Linked DNA regions of Drosophila melanogaster: all the other regions are linked to region 1. A link is a contact called in public Hi-C and HiChIP or PLAC-seq data. All regions are on one chromosome and are shown on one strand. The core of a region is the stretch at or near the end of the contact, and the rest is flanking DNA. Distances in the headings are between cores, read along the strand shown.

What was found. Hi-C and Micro-C count contacts between places; a contact is called where the count stands out from the background. HiChIP or PLAC-seq counts read pairs in DNA pulled down with a chosen protein or histone mark.
Region 2: a Hi-C map of the Kc167 cell line shows a contact between it and region 1, with 4 times the contacts expected there. The contact joins the promoter of X11L here to the promoter of CG8568 in region 1. A contact is called at or near these places in 8 of 107 Hi-C or Micro-C datasets (the D17-c3 cell line, the Kc167 cell line, the S2 cell line and 2 more) and 1 of 6 datasets of contacts at active chromatin or transcription factors (the Kc167 cell line).
Region 3: a contact with region 1 is called in a CP190 HiChIP or PLAC-seq map of the Kc167 cell line, with 2.5 times the contacts expected there. The contact joins the promoter of chas here to the promoter of CG8568 in region 1. A contact is called at or near these places in 5 of 107 Hi-C or Micro-C datasets (the Kc167 cell line, embryo, larval central nervous system and 2 more) and 2 of 6 datasets of contacts at active chromatin or transcription factors (both in the Kc167 cell line).

Annotation. Positions count from the first base shown.
Region 1 is chrX:17,450,974-17,453,994 of dm6, forward strand. CG8568 reads right to left here and starts at 1,570. Exons shown (of 2, transcript NM_132989.3): 1 at 1,070-1,570; 2 at 1-162. The coding sequence starts at 1,355.
Region 2 is chrX:17,598,343-17,601,042 of dm6, forward strand. X11L (X11L,) reads left to right here and starts at 1,266. Exons shown (of 12, transcript NM_001298447.1): 1 at 1,266-1,337; 2 at 2,431-2,700. The coding sequence starts at 2,564. It overlaps CG12991, which reads left to right. Exons shown (of 6, transcript NM_001272721.1): 6 at 1-972. The coding sequence ends at 36.
Region 3 is chrX:17,697,383-17,700,167 of dm6, forward strand. chas (chascon) reads right to left here and starts at 1,348. Exons shown (of 9, transcript NM_167574.2): 1 at 1,021-1,348. CG8188 reads right to left here. Exons shown (of 3, transcript NM_001298455.1): 3 at 1,535-2,785.

The DNA of each region.
Region 1 (3,021 bases), core at 320-2,819:
TCATTTGGACGCACATGGCCATCGGTACACCCATCATGACGGGAATGCAGAAGGGCGCCGGATTGCGCACCGAGATTCCGTATTTCGAGGAGGGCCTGCCATTAAGAAAGACCTCCAGTTGGGCCTCCTCCAGATGCGGCACGAAGCTCACGTTGGCGCACACTGCAAACAGAGGCAAAATGGAAAGAAAACGTTGAGTCAAAATTACAGATAGGCACAACAATGAAACGATTCGATTCAATGAATGAAAGTGGCGGGTGGCAAACTGTCGACGAATCCCAGGCAAATGGTGGGTGCTGGGTGCTGAATGGTGGATGGTGGATGAGGCGATGAGGGGGTGGCCACCGCTGGAAGCGCCAACAATTTGTGGCATTTTGATTGGCAAATGCTGGCATGTCACGAAGCGAAGCGGAGCGAAATGGAAACCAAGCCAAACCACCGATCGCATTGTAGTCTCCGGCATGCGCCGCCAACCCGCGGCCAAGATCGGTTTCTTGGCCAAGGAAATCGGCCTGGAATCCAGCCGAAATCGCAGCCAAATATGTGTGGCCACCACCCGCAGGCCAGGAGCCACGATTCCGACCAGGCTAAGTGACGGCAAAGATCCCAATTTATGCATAAGCATATGGCCGACGGATTGATCCTACGGCGATTACTAACCTAGTGCCCATTAGTGTATATTAAGATATTAAGGCTAAATAGCATGCTGAAAATGAAAACCCATTAATGGTTTTCTTCACCAAATAAATAACAAGTGCACTGTGCAAAAAATCTACTAAATGCATATCCTTTCTCGCGTAGATATAATACATGTTATTCGTAATCAATGTTCTTGTTGGTTTCAAACCATAATAATATACATCAATACAAAACCATTTCTTTCTAAAGAAATGAGAAATATTTTTAACATTCTGAATTTGAAATTATAACTAAGGTTGTAATTTTCATAATGTCTCGAATGTCACACTGTTTCATATTACTAATCTCCTAATCAATAATCTACTAAACATTTAAAGTATTGCAATATTCTATTCCCCATTAATAGCTAACGAAGCATGGGCTTTCTCACCTTTCTGATCGAATCGGTACTGATCGACCTTGAGACCGGCGCAACATCCGCAGGTGGGTCCGCTGCACTCGCAGGGCTGGCCAAAGGTGGACCAGATGGACCCCTTTTCGGAGTACTTGACGCTGGCCAGATTTCGGCCCCTGGACACACTGACCGTGGGCGGTAGGTAGGGTCGGTGGGTCTTCAGTTCGTAGAAGATCAGACCGTTGCTGTAGCTGCGCGAGGATGTGTGAAGGGGGCACAGGATGAGCACAATGGCCGCGCTTAGGCAAATCCAGGGAATCATGGCCACTGTGGATGTCAAACTGCACACTGAACAAAAAACTGATGAACACTGAACAAAAAAGGGTGCTGCAACGCGTTTCAGGTATGGTATTGTGTGTGGTATTCTCTTGGCGAATTCCCGGATCACTTCACGATTAACGGTAACGGTACAGCCGTGGCAATCGCAATCCAATGGCAATGGCAATTCAACTATTATTCCAGTGGAGCAATGACAACCGCTCGCGATCGACGACAATTAAATATTAAAACGCTGAACGCGACGAGCGTTAGCTTAAAAATGAAATGGAAACCGCCGCCCGAATAAGTGGACGTCGACGTCGACGGCAGCGACTGCGACGGCGAGCGCGGCAGAGGCCAAAATGTTGCTGCTGGGGGGACACCGCAGCAACAGCAGCACCACGCAGCAGCAACAGCAACAGCAGCCGCAGCAGCAGCAATATCCAACGGCAGCGCGGCAGCCTCGTTAAATTGTCGCTCGTTGCGGCTGTTTGCTGTTTTTGCGGGCAAACCATTTGTACACTACTCGAAAAAGGGTAGCACAGTCCAGTGAATAGCTTTGTACATTCCGATATGCTTAAGAACTTCAAATAGTAAAATCCTTATAATTCTACTCTAACAAATATTGAGTATCATAATCAAATGTATATTCAGTTGAAATTAAATAAAGTATTATATATATTTAACAAACAAGATATTTAAATAATATATAATTATAATATAAAATATATAATATATAAATTCTTTATAATAATTATGTATATAACCCAATAATATATATTCTTAGTATTATTAAGTTTATGATCCTATTTTATTTGTGATTTGGTTTAATTTAAAACTTTTCTTATGATTTGCATTTATTTCACTTTGCGACTTGAATTTTTTTGGCAGCATGGTTTGTTTTTTAAAAAATATTATTATTTTTATTTAAAAATCCATAGTTGTTTAAACATATCCTAACTCCCTGATTAGGGTATTCCATATTCGCATTGATCTCAGACGATTTAGTTCTTATCAGCAGCGGCGAATCGCCAATTTCTGTTGTTGCTGCTGCAACCATTTTTTTTTTTTTTTTGTATTCCTCTTTACTATTGTTGTTACTGTTTCTGTTACTGTTACTGCTGCTGTTCGTGCAGTTGCAGTTTTTACTGTGGCAGCCGCTTTGTTTATTTGTCTTTTAAGCCGATGTTGCTGCTGTTGCTGCTTTGCTTTGTTGCGTGCGACGAGCGGTTTTTGTTTTTTTGTCGTATTTCGGGTGACAGTGACAAGAAAATTGCGGCGATCGTGACTGGCTGGGAAAGCCAAAAACAACAAAATTCCACACTCCCTGCCGCATTTGTTGTTGCTGCTGCTGCTGCTGCGTGGTGTTGTTGTTGTTACGCAAAGCACTTGAGGCAGGTCATGGCCCCATGGACAAACCGAAACCCTCCACTCGACTCGACTCCACTCCACTCGTTTTTCGAACTGGGCACCGCACCATTGCCGGCGGCGGGAGTTACGGTTATGGCCGCTGCTGTTGCCATAAACAAGCCTGATTTATCGATCCGATTGCCGCATCCGTTGTGGATGTCACTAGTTTATTCTCTTCCCTGGTTCATCCTTTTCCCCAAAATGGCATTCTTCGAATGCATCAACAAGCAAATAAACCAGTCCTTTGGGCAACACGTCCT
Region 2 (2,700 bases), core at 16-2,515, 150 kb after region 1:
TACTGGACGGATACGGTCAAACATACAAAGCTTTAATCTCCGGCCTTCCCCGTTGGAAGTCCAATCCCCTCTATCATTTATTGTACGTCTTTGGTTCGATTTCGATTACGATTCTGTTTCGTTTCGCTGTTAAAATTCCATTCCTGATTTGACAACCAGACATCATAATCATTAAGTAGCGTAGTTTTTAAGCGCGTGTATGTATTTACTAATGTTAGGCAACCAAACGAGCAACTAGTTTAAGCCCAAAACTACCAAAATTATGTTTAGTGTACGTGTAGATCCTAAGTGCGCAATGTTTTTGTTGGCCTTGACTGTTAGTTAAAGCCTTTCCCTAACAACTTCCCCACTAACCCGATTTTTGTAAACCAACCCATTGTACTCGTATCTGTTAGTTAATTATTAAACCTTATTTATATTGTTGACTATTTTATCGCCCTTCCCAACCCAAGTCTAATTTTAGAAAACACTATTTATTAAGTTTCCAACTTTGTGTCCAACAATTAAATGCAATCATTCCTTCCAGTTTAGCCTATAGAGCAACTTTACACTGTAATTAATGTATTAAAAGCGAAGCAAGCAAACAACAATTAAAAGAAAACATCACACAACCACACACCGGTGTTGCTAGAATTTTTGGGAAAATAATCCGTGTCTAATTCCTAACTTAATTCATTAAGTTTTCGATGGAAAAACAAAACTTGCTGTTAAAATTTTAATTGCTTGATAAATCTTGAACGAACGAATTATTATCACTGAAATTCTGGCAAGACTGCAAGAAATTGTTTCAATATACACAAATATATAAAACGAATTATAAGCTAACGAAGAACAAGAAAAACTGTTTACTGCCACACAATCCTTGTCAATTTTGCTCATCGAACTTTTATACACCACTTGTACTTGTACTATCCGTTCGAATGTTGCAAATATTAAACGAAAAACAAAACCCAGATGGAGTACATTAATCATTAAATGCTAAACTGATATTATTCGAAAAAGTGTTATCAATTGGCGCGGGAAATTCATCGTACAAGGAGTGTTGGAAAAGTAGACGGTACCGCGTAATTAGGGCAAGGTACAGGAGAAAGGGTAAAGTCAAGTAAAGCTGGGGTGGAGAAGGAAACATATTTAAATATGTTTAAAATGGCTTTTAGCACCTACTTAGGTACGAATTGAATAGTACCCTCTAACGCTGCTCAACACTGTCCGGCTGTTCGCTGTCGATAGCAATCGATAGGCCATCGATGTTCTAGCAGAGACTATCTATATTGCTGCCAATCGCTCTGCGCCAATCGAGTTGCTGAAGGAGTAGTGCAATAAATATGAATTAAATGGTAAATATAAAACCGCGACAGGTGTTGTTTTCGTGCCTATTTGCTGGCCGTGTTGTTGTTGCCGCCGTTTCAGTTGTTGTTGCTCGAGTGCGCTGCGTGTGTGCGTCGTTATGCGACGAGTGTGTGCATGAGTGTGTTGTGTTGTGCGGTGCCCCCACCAAAAAATAACGAAACGAAAAGCAAAGGAGCTGCAAAAAAAATACGACAAATCTATTGATTTTTAACAATACGCACATGGATAGATACACATAACGGTAACGGGGAGTTTGTTTTTTTCCCACGCCTCCAAAGTGCTGAGTGATTGCAACAATCGGCGACAACAAAGGGCTAGCACCAGCACCACCATCGCCCCCTGGCACCACCCACTTGCACCACCCACCACACATCCTTCAACCTTCGCGTGGGTGGTTGTTGTGTCTGGCTGCAGCTTCCTGCGTTTGTTTTGCCTGCGCGAGGACTTTTGGAGGCCAAGTTTACGTGTGCGCAATCAACCACGGACACGGTAGCTCCGGAACTCGGAAACTCGCAAGCTCGGTCAGTGGCAACCGCGGCGGGGGGCCCTAAAAAAGGTGTCCACATATAGACACATGGACAGGCAATAGTGGGTTAATTGCCCGCATTGATTGCGCTGGCCAGCCAGGGGGTCACCACAACCAGAGGTTACCAAACCAGTGCAGCAACAAACCGAAGCTCGAAACAATGGAATACTTATTATTAGCTAAACTCAATTACATTTAACGAGGTGAGCTAGGACCTGTAATAAGATACAAATACACATGAGAATGATTAGGGAATGATTGGGGCAAACCCAATTTAAAGCAATAGGCTTAGGTCCAAAAATAACAAATCAGCAATTTTATAGATTGGCATTTTACTGTGCTGGTTCCTGTTGTCCGTATCGCGTATGTCTAAACACACCCGGTAATCCAGGTATTTCTATGTCGATTTAAATATATAGTACGCAGCGGCAAGGTATCCAGCAAAAGTACGTCATCGACACGACCACCTGTCCCTGATTTTTTTCTGGGCTGAGCTGCAGCGCAGTGAATCATTGCCGCCTTAGATCATCGACTAATCATCCATTCTCCCCCAGGCAGTGGCCCACAGTGAGGCAGCAATCGCAGCAGCAGCAGCGGATGCAGCAGCAGCAGCACTAGAGCAGTAGTTGTAGTAGTATCGAAGCCGCAGTCCCTCATACCTGGAGAATCAAAGTTGTTGGTGCAGCCATGAACTCAAACTCCTGCAGTGACAGCAGTAACGAGTCCATGGTCAATCCACCGCACATACAGATGAACTTTGGCCAGCAGGCGCAGCAGCAGCAATCGCATCAGCACCAGCAGCAGCAGCAGCAGCAGGAACGTTA
Region 3 (2,785 bases), core at 98-2,597, 250 kb after region 1:
TTCGATCAAATCAATCATGAATTTATAGAGCTGTGGACCATCAATAAAGCCTGCTAGAAGTATCTTAATGGAATATTCATATTCATTAGAGATGAAAATCTCTTCAGAACTTGAAGCTAGGACTTCATCCCTGGGTTCCACTGTGATCCCAAAGCATATGCAAAACTTATTGGGGCGATCGTAACGAAAGCAATAACAGTAACAACGAAAAACAGGGCTAACTGATTCAGCGTCATCGATGTGCGTTAAACTCAATTCCATTCCACTAGAATCCACCAGAATTTAATTCGTTCGGATTTGTGCAGCTAATGGCAAACTACCCACGTACACTGACTATATATGCACCTTATAAACCGTATCACGTAGCCGCACTTATACGGATCTGTTCTAGTTAGATCTTAGACCGCGATGAGAATGATACACAGGCGCCCTCTGTTGAAAAGGTTATGTTTTCGAGATTTTACATTAGATACATATGTTATATTTATATAATAACTTTACATTTACACTTATTTCGAAGAAAACTTTTCAAAGGTATCCAGTTTTCTGATCACTTAACACCACTGGTCATCAGCAGATCGCGCATATTATCGATCAGTTAACAAAAACAAAAAAAGAAAAACAAACAAGTCAAGAGTTTGAGAGTTGTGGACAAACGTGTGGTTGGTGAGGGGCCGGGGTATTGGCCAATTAGCCAACATACACACACATTGGCCAACAGATGTTTCTAAAAAGGCCAATAGGGCGTCATACGAGCCGCTATAAGGCAGTGAAAACACGCGCTTTTCGCTCTTTTCAGCGGGAAATTGATATCCTTGCAATGTTATCACGTGACAAAGGGCCAAAATCATAGGTTACAGGCTGAAAGTGTGATTTTGAACAGACTTTTTGGCCAGATTTATGTGGAGATATTATGGGGATATATTGTGATATTTATTAGCAGGAACGCGGCAAAAGCACAACAACAATGCAATAAACACAGTGCATCCGATGGGCACTCACACACACACACAAACTCACACGCGGACATTTGGAGCCGAAGAGAGGATCGAATCGAATCGAATCGGATCGGATCGGATCGCGTTGTTTTTGTTATTTTGGAGCAGCAGCCCCAGCCAAATGGTTTGTTGCCAGATTCACAACTGATCTACCTGCTTGGCTTTGCTTTTGCCGTTTGTTATTCGCTGTTCAGTTGTTGTTGCTGCTGCTGCTGCTTTGGCTTTTGGCTTTGGCTATAGCTTTAGCTGAAATTGGCGATCGCCGCTCCCTCTTGGCCCCGCCACTCCCTCCCCCGCCCCCTTCCATTTGCCGTCACTGCCGCAGCGATCGGCATTTTCCATTTTGCGGTCGGTCCATCTGCTGGCCATTCATTCAAGTCCGACTTCGGAGAGCACGAGAGAGCGCCAAGCGCAAGTCAGTCCGAACAATCGAAATCGAACTCAGTCCGAATCTGAATCGTAGTCCGGAGAGAAGCAATACCCTAACTTCGGAGCAGGACAAGCCGCTTTGCGATCAGTTTTGTTTATTGAACCAAAGAATCTAATCGTTTTTAAGATTGGTAACTTGTTTATTGGAATTTACTTGTAATTTGTTTAAGGTTTAAAGAAAACCATTAAATGTTTAAAGTTAAAAAATGTATATGAATGTTTAATGTTTGTCCGTTTCTTAAACACAAAAATATCCTAAAAATGTATATTCAAACCCTGAAGTATATTTTTTTAATTTATGGATCCTTGCACGTGCGAGCAGCCAACTACTCATTAAAGGGTATTTCTGATTCGCCGTCCCTGCGAGATTCTGACTCTCTGCTGTGCGACAATATTTGGTTCGAGCGACAAGTTGACTGAAGGTTAGACCCGATCCGATCCGATCGGATTGGAATGTTGGCCCGTCTCGAAAGCGTTGGCGGTTAGACAAAGCCAGCTAGAGGCGGTGGGAGCGAGAGGGGCAGAGCCGCACACACCTACTCTCAAATGAGAATGTTAGTTTATCGGTGTTAGTTTTGCGAGTGTCTCATGATATTTCGCAGAATCGCGGGAATCGAGAAACTCCCCAAAACACAAATAAACTCTTCCGGTGGACAGTGGGCAAAATAAATAAATAAACTGTAAGGGATGGGGGGAGGTTGAGTGGAATTGTATGGAACGAAGCGGAACTAGGAAATGTTATTGTTATTGGCACGCGCGACGTGATCTGGAAAACTAAACTACTGTGCACGGTAAAAATTGAATGATCTGTATTGAATATTCGAATTCTAATGAAATGCATGTAAAGTGTAGTTTTTTACTTTAAAACTACATACATACATACATATGTATATTACTTACCTAAAACCAATTTCAAAAACACCTTTTCAAACTCCCTCTACGCACAAGTATCTGAATTTTTTGTAATTTTCTGGAATTTTATTCTTTTTTATTGCTTTTTACTCTTTGCCCTCGTTTTGTGTGTGTTTGTTGTGTGAGCTTCAAAAGGATGTTCGAACGAAAGGAGGGAGAGAGAGCGAGAGAGCAGCGGGCGTGTAGAATACCGGCGACATAGCAAGCGAAAGGACGAGGATACGGATATCCCATGCACTTATCACCGTGCCATTGCTTTCCAATCCGCTCCAGGCCATTCCATTCCGATCCGATTCGCGTCGAGGGTTTGACAATTTGGAAGCACTTAAAACTAAATCTCTACAGAATGTGCAATCAATCTTTTACAGTATTTCTTTAATAATTTTATGTATTTTTCGTGATTTGTGTGGGTTGGATGCATGGGTGGTGTGTGTGTCCTTTGTGTA